Regions from separate parts of the Gossypium hirsutum genome. Here region 2 is linked to region 1. A link is a contact called in public Hi-C data. All regions are on one chromosome and are shown on one strand. The core of a region is the stretch at or near the end of the contact, and the rest is flanking DNA. Distances in the headings are between cores, read along the strand shown.

Region 1 (5,036 bases), core at 1,802-4,301:
CTGAGTTCCGGTGGTGGGATAGAGTTGATGAGGTGTATAGCTTAAAGTTCATGTCTTGTTCATCTTAAGTAGTTGATGTTGTTGAAGATGATATTTATAATGTGTATTTGGATAATCTATATTGTAATCTGCTATTCTTACAAGTGCAGAGTTATTTTACAAGTTCTAATATGACTTTCTTTTTCTTTTTCCAGTTTATACTGTTAGGTGCTGTTCCATTTCCTACTGATGTTCCAAGGCTAAAGGAGAATGGTGTTCGTGGAGTAATCACACTAAACGAGCCTTACGAAACTCTGGTTCCTACATCTCTTTATCATGTGGGCATTCCGTTCTAGTATATTTACATTATTCATATTTTACTACTTTTCAAGACCTTGTATGTTTGTTTTGTGAATGTTGTCTCTTTTTACATTATGAAATTTTCCATTTCATTATGTTGTTAATCCTTTCATGTTTAACGTTGTTAATTTTCTTTCTGCAATATTGTGGTAGAATTATGGCATTAACCATTTGGTGATCCCTACAAGAGACTACTACTTTGCACCATCTTTGACATCGATATGCCAAGCAATTGATTTCATTCATAGTAAGCGTTCTTTGAGGGCTTTGCTTATGTTGGTCAAGTTTGCCTGATAGTGGCCTTTTTCTTACAAAAACTATAACATAGTTCAAATGTTTCTCAATGCTTTTTTTTTTTTAATTTCTATTGCTGAAATGTTATTTCTTTCTTTCTCCTGAAGGAAATGTGTCACTTGGGCAAACTACATATGTCCACTGTAAAGCTGGTCGTGGCCGCAGCACAACCATTGTATTGTGTTACCTGGTTAGTGCTGTATAGACTATAAAGGTGTGTGGACCGTATTACTTGTTGGTTCTAGCTGCACTGATGAATTTTGGTTCTACATAGGTATATTATAAGCAGATGACACCTGTTACTGCATATGATTATGTGAAGTTGATCAGGCCAAGGGTGCGTTTAGCTGCTTCCCAATGGCAGGTATAATGTCTTGGGTTTCACTTTCTCCAATCCAGAGTTCAGGAATAATGAATCGGTATTTCTATAACCATGATTTTGAAACAATGGGTTTGAGTAATCTCTCTCTTTCTTTCAATTGCAGGCTGTTGAAGAGTTCTACTATCTTAAAATGAGGAAGGCTGGCTTCCACAGCTACATGATGGATTTAATTTTAAGAACTTCAGACTTGTCACCTGCACGAGACCTTGTGACTTTTGATGATGGTTCGGTAGTGGTGGTAACAGAAGCTGATCTTGACGGATACGACCAGAGTCTTGAATCAGGTGCCGTGGGAAGTACAATATGGGCAGATCTTAGCATGGTTTATCGAGTTAGAGTTGTCGGTCAGGCAGCACTAGCAAGAATCTCGTGCTTGTGGATAACCTGCCAAGCACATCAAAAGATATCAGCAAAGAAACTCGCTACAGAAAGCAGCTGCCTTGGAAGTACCATCAGTGTGGACATCCATGTCTACTGAAAACCTGCTGTTACAACACAGGAGATGTTGTAGGTAACATCGTCCCTTTTTACCTTCTCGTGTACGTACATAAATAAATATCGCGAATAATATTTTCTTTAGGCTGAAGCGAAGTATATATGCTTGTTCTTCCCTTGTAAATTGAGTTGCCGTTGCTTATGAATGGAACAAAAGATAGAGCATAACTGCTTAAGGATCAAATTGTATATCATTCTCATATTATATGCAAATATTTTACATGTCTTAACGAAGTGCTGCCTTCTCTGGATTATTTATGATAAACCATGCCTTAACTGCATGCTAGGTAATTACAAAGAGCGGTCATCTTGGCATATTATGTTGGTGAATCATTTTCCTTTTTTATTTTAGGATCAAGGTAATCATGAATTTCACATCGATTGTGTATCTTTAACATTTGGTTGGTGTATTTTGGGGACAAAATCATGAGATCAAATGGGCTGAAGCGGATAATATATATTTAACTTATGGCTATGTATTTATTGCGACTGTAGTTATAATAAATAATGGTAGCAGTCGAAATTATACGTTACTTGATACTAAGCATAAATTTGTTACATCGAATAAATTAAGTTTATTTAATGTGAAAAAAATCCAGCCGCTGCTTCTCGTGTTGATCATCTGTGATCTATCCACATACAATTTTTAACCATTTTCTCTCCTTATCTTAATCTATTTTTCTTAACTTCTAAGATTTGAATTTTTGCACGTACAATTCCTTTTTGGATAATGGTATCTTTATAAAAGAAATCATCACCATTTCCACGTCTTACTTTCATCAACATCTCATAATTAGTGGAAACCAAAGCTATTAAAACGGAAACGGATGACGACCCTTTTGACTTCAATTTTGTCACTTTTAATATTGTCAAATTGATTTTTTGTTAAATGAATAAATTGATGGGTGTGTTACGTGATGGTTTATGTGTTTCATAAAAATTATAAAATTTAATAAATTATTAAAAGTGTATAGCTTTTTTAAAATATATTTATTCACATCTTTTTAAAATTGATTACATAATTTTATCATTATGCTTCAAAGAAGTCGATTATTTTTTGAGTAAATGAAGAGCAGCATTAAGTCTAAGATAAAGGGATTGGCTAATGAAGAGGATGATTAACTATTGAAATAAAACTTCCGTTAAAAAATAATTTCTTAATGTTTTACTAGACGTTCATTAATTAAATCAAAATATTAAACCCACAACCTGCCAATGAAGGCCACATATTCTTGGCCCAGAACAATTAGACATTCACTAAGATATTCTTCAAAGTAAGAGGAAAGGCTTCGCATCCATTGCAATATCTTGCACAATTTAGGGGCATTTGTCAACTTCCCGCTCAAATCAATTCCAAAAGCTTTTCTTAACAAAATAGTAAGAATCATGGAGCATTTGAGGATATTGGTTCCGATCAAGATAACGATAATAATAATATTATTAGTAATGTTGTTGGTATGATGGTATGAGTAACTCGGAGCAACTCACCGGGTCACAACCCTCTCAGTCACCGACTCTTAAAGGGCCCAGCATGTTTTTTTCTCTTCTAGTCTTCATTCGGCAAGCCCACCCCTGTCCCGGACATCGCTTCCCTATGGCCAATGCACACTCTTTTGGCAAACCCCGCAATCATTCCTTCACTTTGTTCCATCCCAAGCTCTCCCATCACTCTCTCAGCCAACAACTGCCTCGACGCTATGTCATCAATTGGCATTTCTCTTTTTCCCGCTTATTTAACTCCATATTTTACTATCACTGATAGTTTCACTTCGCTACTGATTCGAGTCGATTAGTTTCCCGAAAGTACGCCTTCACAAGAGAAAATGAGATGGTAAATTTCCAAAGGAAATCATTTTTTTTCACTCTTTTTGGTGTAATTTCGTGTTTATGTTTTTTATTTAGCTTTTAGGTTATTTTTCACTTGTGAATTTTGTTGAGGATGGGGAGGAAAGAGAGTTGATTCCTTCGAAGAAGAGAATTCAAAATGATTGTATAGAGGTATTTTATTGAGCATGTTTGACGCAATAGATTTGTATATCAACTCCATAGAATTGTGATTTTGTTGTATTTTTTAAATGGATTTGATTATATTTTAAGTTTATGATGATAATTCTTTGACTTGGGAATCGGAAATGTTATCAAATAAATCCGTTTTTACTGATTGTTCAGTGTTTTAAAACTTAGACAGGACTGCTAAATTTGGAAAAATCGAATTAAAAAAAAGTAGTTGAATTGAATTATATAATTTAAAAAATATATATGAATTTTTTAATAGTTTATTTGATTTGAACCAATCAGATCAATTAGATTAAGGATCAATAGTCTAATCGATTCAACCAGTGATTTAATTTAAAAAGCATTACATTTAAGACTGAGTCTCCAAAAACTAATTGATGAAAGGTTGATTACCATTTAGCTCATGATATCATTAGATTGAGTAGTCCTTCTATCTTGATTAAAAACATCGAGCTGAACTCTTTCTTACCGGAAGAATAAAAACCACGTTTGATGTGAACATGTCATCTTTTATACAAGTTGTTTTAAGAAACTATTGTTATTAAAACAACCATGACACATGGCACATAGTACAAATAATAAATAAATTATTATAAATTAATACATAAATGCCATAGACAATTTGGTAGTAATTGCAACATTGGAATCATTCATAAATAAATTAGAGATGCTTTAACTCGACCAAACTATTGAAATTTACATCCTAACCCTGCCATCATCAAATCAACTTGACGGTAAACATCGATCAACCAAGAAAAACTATCAAAAGCCTCAAAAGACTAACTGCATCATCAGTACTGCACAAAAAGAAAGGGTTAAGGTCTAATAGTTAACAACATCTGACGTGTTAAATTACGAGACATCCACGAGTTTGATGAAAAATTTTAAGTAAAATATATAATAAAAAAATTTTAAATGAAAACTTTGAGAAAAATCGAAAAGGCAATGTCTTAGGTAGTTTTAATGAAATTGAAGGTTTAATCTATTTGGAATCGCTTTTGAATTACAAGTTTTACATCTTAATTTAATATTTTAAATAAATTAATTAATAGAATTTTGGTGGTAATCTTCATTTCCACGTCATGCTTTTATCAGCATCCTCTTTAAATATATAAAAAAATAGTTAAATGGTTAAGTTTAGAGAAAAGGGCTTGGATAATAAAAGAAATTAATTAATTAATTAATTAAATTAAAGAGCTAGACACGCAATGCATGCTTCAATTATTTAAAAAAAAAAACAAATTAGTGCGTGTGATAAACACATGGTTGCATGTGAATTATAGATTACGTTTGGTTTATGGCAATCCAAATCTTTAAAAAATCTCCATTTAGTCCAATTATTTCATCTTTTTTACACTTACTTTTTTTTTATTTGTAGACAAATTCATCCATTCTATTTTTTTTTAGAAGGAAGAGAGCTTAATACTTATTTTAAAATATACTAATCCTCTAAAATCAAATTATTATTATTTATTTTATAGGTAAAATAAAATAATCAAATAATAGAAAA
Region 2 (4,999 bases), core at 1,986-4,485, 47 kb after region 1:
TTGCATTGCTGTGCTGCAATGAGGACTCTTATTGGGTTACATGTATGGGTCATTCCCCTGTTGTTATATTATTTGTTTATCTCATTGCAGGTCCTCATGCCAATGCTCATAAGAACTACGTTAACAATGAGCAGAAAATGCTGGAGCGTTTTGGGTAAGAACTAAGAAGTTTGTTTCACTTTAAAGAAAACCTTCTTGTTTATAAAAGCAAAGCAGTTTATATTAAGCTCTTCTTCTCTCTTCCAATCTTTCTTTTTGTCAATGCCAGGGGAAAGAACTTTATAATACGATATGAAGGATGCATTAAGAGTGAGAATTCTGATTGCTTTGTTCTGCAGTATGTTGAGCATGATAGGCCTGAGGTAATTATTAGAATTTTGGAAGCCATGTTTTGTTTGTTCTTCTGCTTGATGGTGAGTTTGTTTCATTGAGAGCAGGTGTTGAAAAGAGAAATAGATGTTTTTCAGTTAAAGTGGTATGCTTTTTGCTTGTTCAAAGCTCTTGCAAATCTTCATAAGCAGGTATGTGATTTTCTGGATGCGATGCATCTATTCTACAAAATTACAAGTTCTTAATAACTCTTTATACACATGCAGGGAATAGTTCATAGGGATGTTAAACCGGGAAACTTTCTTTTCTCTCGTAAGACCAACAAAGGTTATCTTATTGATTTCAATCTTGCCACGGTAAGTAGCTAAGTGCCAACCTTACATGATCCTGTGGTTGGCCGTTTGCATATTCCCCGGCAATATTTTTGTACTCTAATTTGAGGACTATTAGTTTTGTTATTTCTCTTGTTTTGACAGGAAATGCATCAAAAGTACAGGAGTATGGGTTAGTTCCTTTTTTCTGGAGCTTGAAGTTAAGAATCCTAGTACTTTTTACTGTAGGCAATGAAGAGGACCATCTATTTATGATTGATGTGGCATTCTTATGCGTTTCACAGACAAATCCAAGTCGGGATATGATGTAACTTTTCATCATAATATCGTTCCTGCCAAAGCCACTCATCTGACAAATAGCATGAAGTTTTTAAATATCAAATCAAGAGAGGGAATCAATATAGAGGCAACCAAAGGCTCCAGGTTAACTTTAGAGCCTAAGAACATGAGGAAGACAGAAATTCAAAGGAAGGCTCCTCATAATGACTTGAGTAGTTGGAATAAAATAAATAGTCAGGGTGTAGATGGTTCAGGCATTACCTCAACAAAGGATTTAAGTGCAAGGACTCCCTCAGCAGAAAGGCTCAGAGAGCCTTTGCCATGCCAAGGCAGGAAAGAGCTCATCAGTCTGGCACAGGAAGCAATGCAGAGTCCAAAACCTGGAGTGTTACATGTTCCTGCTCCCATGAGAAAGCGATTTGCTGCTTCTCCAGGAAAATGGGATAGACAGATTCTTCATCCTACTCCAATGCCTTTGTGCTCAACTAGCTTAGCTTTATCTGGGGTTGGCTTTGCCAAGAACAAAGGCAAGCATCTTTTGGGTAAATTTTGGAACTTTGATTTGAAAGAATCATTTTCCTTAGTAAAACTCATCAAATTTTATTCACTTGCAGGGGATGGGAAGCATAAGACAAAAGGTCCTTGTGCTGGAACAAAAGGCTTCCGAGCTCCAGAGGTAATGACCGATAAACTTCAATTCATGTTTTGATTTTAAATACTAAAAGAAAATCCCTGGTGCTCTTATGCGTTGAATTCATTAGATAACCAAAACATGTCCAAAAGAAAAATATTAACAGTCTATGCCAGATTTCCTTGATAATTGGTATTCTTATTTTCTTCAGGTCTTATTCAGGTCTCAACATCAAGGTTCAAAAATTGATATCTGGTCTGCTGGGGTCACTCTACTCTACCTAATGATAGGGAAATCACCCTTTATTAGTGATCCCGAACAGTAAGATTTCTTTAACCGAAACCGCTCGATCCAGTTTCTTGTTTGATGGCTTATGTTCCCAACATCTTTTGGCACTTTCAGGAGTATAAATGATATTGCAAAGCTGAGAGGCAGTGAAGATCTTTGGGAAGTTGCCAAGTTACATAATCGTGAATCCTCATTTCCTGAGGTATAATAAATGCTAGTATAATAATGCATGATCTGCAACTATAACTTATTTAAAAGTAAATTGCTAATACTTTTGTTACAGGAGCTCTATGGTAAGCAGTCTTTAACAACTATGAACCTACGGCAGTGGTGCCGAATTAAAACGAAGAGACGAGACTTCCTTACAGAGATACCGAGCTCGCTTTACGATCTTGTGGACAAGTGCTTAACAGTGAACCCAAGATTAAGGATTACAGCAGAGGATGCTCTTAAGCATGAATTTTTGGCTTCAATACATGAAAATCTGGGAAAGCAAAGGACACGAACTCTATAACTCCATTTTTGAAGGTTTGAATCTAAATGCATGGAATTTCCTCTTACATGTTCAAGTTGTATAAAAAAATGCTCCTAATCTAATAGCTAAATGTAAGGTTCACCCTTTTGGGGACGCAAGGGTCTATGGTTTATCAGGGACTAAGAGGAAAACATCTTATATGCTTTAAAACCTATTCTTTTGAGTTAAAATTAAACTTGAGAATTTAAATTCTCAAGAAATTTACTTTCAAGTTAAACCCTATAAGTTTCTGGAATGATATTTTGAGTTCTAGAAGGATGTTAGCAATAAATCCTTTATATTCCCTGAAAGAATAAAAAATTATGATGTTGGCAATGGAAGTAGTGTGTTGACATGGCGATATTCTATTGGTCTACGTGACGCATCAGCAGCAGCCGAACGAAGATCGATGCTTTGGGTTTTCAACCCATGACACCTCGAATTTTCCAGAGCACTTGCGCTTTTTCTTTTCCTCGGTTTCTCAAATATTGGATTAAAGTGCAAAATTCCAATATTTGCCGTATTTAATCATTCTTTTTAATGTTGAGAAATTATCTGGTACCTGGTCTTAAAATATTTAGGTTAATATAAATTTAAAGTATTGAATTCAATAATCGATTGGGAGTTAGACTTATTTTGATGCTTAAATTTAGATTCCATTAAAATTTAATAACTTCAATATATTAAAATTATCATGATATCACTTAAAAATTTACAACTTTATTTTTTAAAGTCAAGACTAAAATGAGTTTATTTGTTAAATTTATGTATAAAAATAAAAAAATACAAGCATTCAGAAAGAACTTAATTATTAAATTCAGGATAAAAAATTACAATAGCTCAATATTTTAAAATTGCTTTGAGCAACTTAATCCCTGTAAAAATAAAAAGTCGTTAAAGTTCTACGAAAACGAAGGGCTTTTTAGTAACTTAATTACCTATAAATTTCCAAGAAAATTATCTGATCCAGGCATCCAGCTCTATCGATAAATACCATTCCACCTCGTAACTAAAATAACCAAATGAATTTTCTTGCTATTTCTCAGCAAACAAATGGATGCCTTCACTTCCTTCTTCGATTCCCAATCGAGAAACATCTGGAGTTACGATACTCTTAAGAATTTCCGTCAGATCTCTCCCATCGTTCAAGCTCATCTCAAGCAGGTAAATCTAATTTGCTACTTAGGATTTTGAACGTTGGATTGAATCTTTCTTGGCTTCTTCTGAGAGTTAAAAACGTATTGCAGTTTTCATCTTTTATGTGATTATAAATGCTTGTTATGATTTTATCCATCTATTTAATTATTTTTCTGCTTATAAGAAAAAGGATCTCGATTGTCTGAGCATAGCGTTTCTAATTTGCAGGTTTATTTGACCTTATGTTGTGCACTGATTGCCTCTGCTGTTGGAGCTTATCTCCATATTCTTTGGAACATTGGGGGTTACCTGACCACATTTGCATGCTTAGGAACCATTATTTGGCTCCTTTCCACCCCTCCTTGTGAAGAGGTAATAATCTTTCTTCATTTGTATAAGATGATGATATTTCTTTTTGCATGTACTCATCTTTTGCTTTGGTTTTATTAATTTTGCAGCAAAAGAGGGTTTCTCTTCTAATGGCATCGGCAGTGTTTGAAGGAGCTTCAATCGGTCCTCTAATTGACTTGGCTATTCAAATCGACCCGAGGTATCTTTCCTATAAAAACTAAATTGGTAATTTTGTGATATTAATGATACACCCATGCTGTGAAAATACTTGGATTTTGTTTCAAGAAATATATTAATTTGTGTTACATTTGGAAGATAATACTATGCTTAATTTCTATTTTACTATTACTATTATCTGGACCTGTGAATCTCATTTGGGTGCGTGACTTTGTATGTCTTTTCCTTTGCAAATGATTAATAATAATACTAAAAAAAGTGGCTTGTACTAATGGCGTATTTATCCACAATGGCAGTGTATTGGTAGCTTCATTTGTGGGAACAGCATTGGCCTTTGCATGTTTTTCAGGAGCTGCTATGTTAGCAAGGCGACGAGAGTACCTTTACCTTGGTGGCTTGCTCTCATCTGGTGTGTCCGTGCTTCTCTGGTTGCATTTTGCTTCCTCCATCTTTGGTGGTTCCACAGCCCTCTTTATGACTGAGGCAAGCGAATATTAGCCACAAACTTTCTGTCTCGTTGTACTTGAAAAGCTGCTATTGACCTTCCCTCTTTGCCTTTGATTGTCCTCACAGATCTACTTAGGGCTTTTGGTGTTTGTGGGATATATGATAGTCGACACGCAGGACATAATCGAGAAAGCACACTTGGGTGACCTGGACTACGTGAAGCATGCCCTGACTCTTTTCACTGATTTTGTTGCTGTATTTGTCCGCATTCTGATAATTATGGTGAGTCAAGCTGGAATACCTGATAAAGCTATCTTTAATGGCTGACTTTATATTAATGTTTCATTTTGGTATACACGAACCAATACTGAACATTCTTGTGTTTTCAGTTGAAAAATTCAGCTGAGAAGAGCGAGAAAAAGAAGAAAAGGAGAGACTAAATCACAAAGCAATAGCTGAGGAGCTTTACCCATCTAACCTTGCCTTGGAGACATGAAAGTTTGTTGCTTTTTG

Evidence for each region. A called contact is a pair of places that touch in the nucleus more often than the background predicts.
Region 2: a Hi-C map of leaf shows a contact between it and region 1, with 2.9 times the contacts expected there. The contact joins the promoter of LOC107912203 here to the enhancer-like site in region 1. A contact is called at or near these places in 12 of 34 Hi-C or Micro-C datasets (anther, callus, hypocotyl and 2 more).

What each region holds. Positions count from the first base shown.
Region 1 is chrD11:2,229,895-2,234,930 of Gossypium_hirsutum_v2.1, forward strand. It overlaps LOC107912208 (phosphatidylglycerophosphate phosphatase PTPMT1), which reads left to right. Exons shown (of 5, transcript XR_005920918.1): 4 at 195-317; 5 at 493-586. Among protein-coding and RNA genes, the nearest start is that of LOC107912208, 7.3 kb to the left of the region's middle. Within about 2 kb of position 3,052, at least 4 of the 9 cell types and tissues checked have an H3K27ac peak or open chromatin away from gene starts, as enhancers often do. A contact at or near this core is called in leaf, where this site is marked.
Region 2 is chrD11:2,276,699-2,281,697 of Gossypium_hirsutum_v2.1, forward strand. LOC107912203 (bax inhibitor 1) reads left to right here and starts at 3,236. Exons shown (of 6, transcript XM_016840282.2): 1 at 3,236-3,538; 2 at 3,740-3,883; 3 at 3,970-4,061; 4 at 4,336-4,522; 5 at 4,613-4,768; 6 at 4,876-4,999. The coding sequence starts at 3,428. The coding sequence ends at 4,926. It overlaps LOC107912204 (cell division cycle 7-related protein kinase), which reads left to right. Exons shown (of 14, transcript XM_041105463.1): 5 at 91-154; 6 at 269-362; 7 at 438-521; 8 at 597-686; 9 at 807-834; 10 at 947-1,483; 11 at 1,556-1,617; 12 at 1,784-1,893; 13 at 1,975-2,062; 14 at 2,144-2,650. The coding sequence ends at 2,374.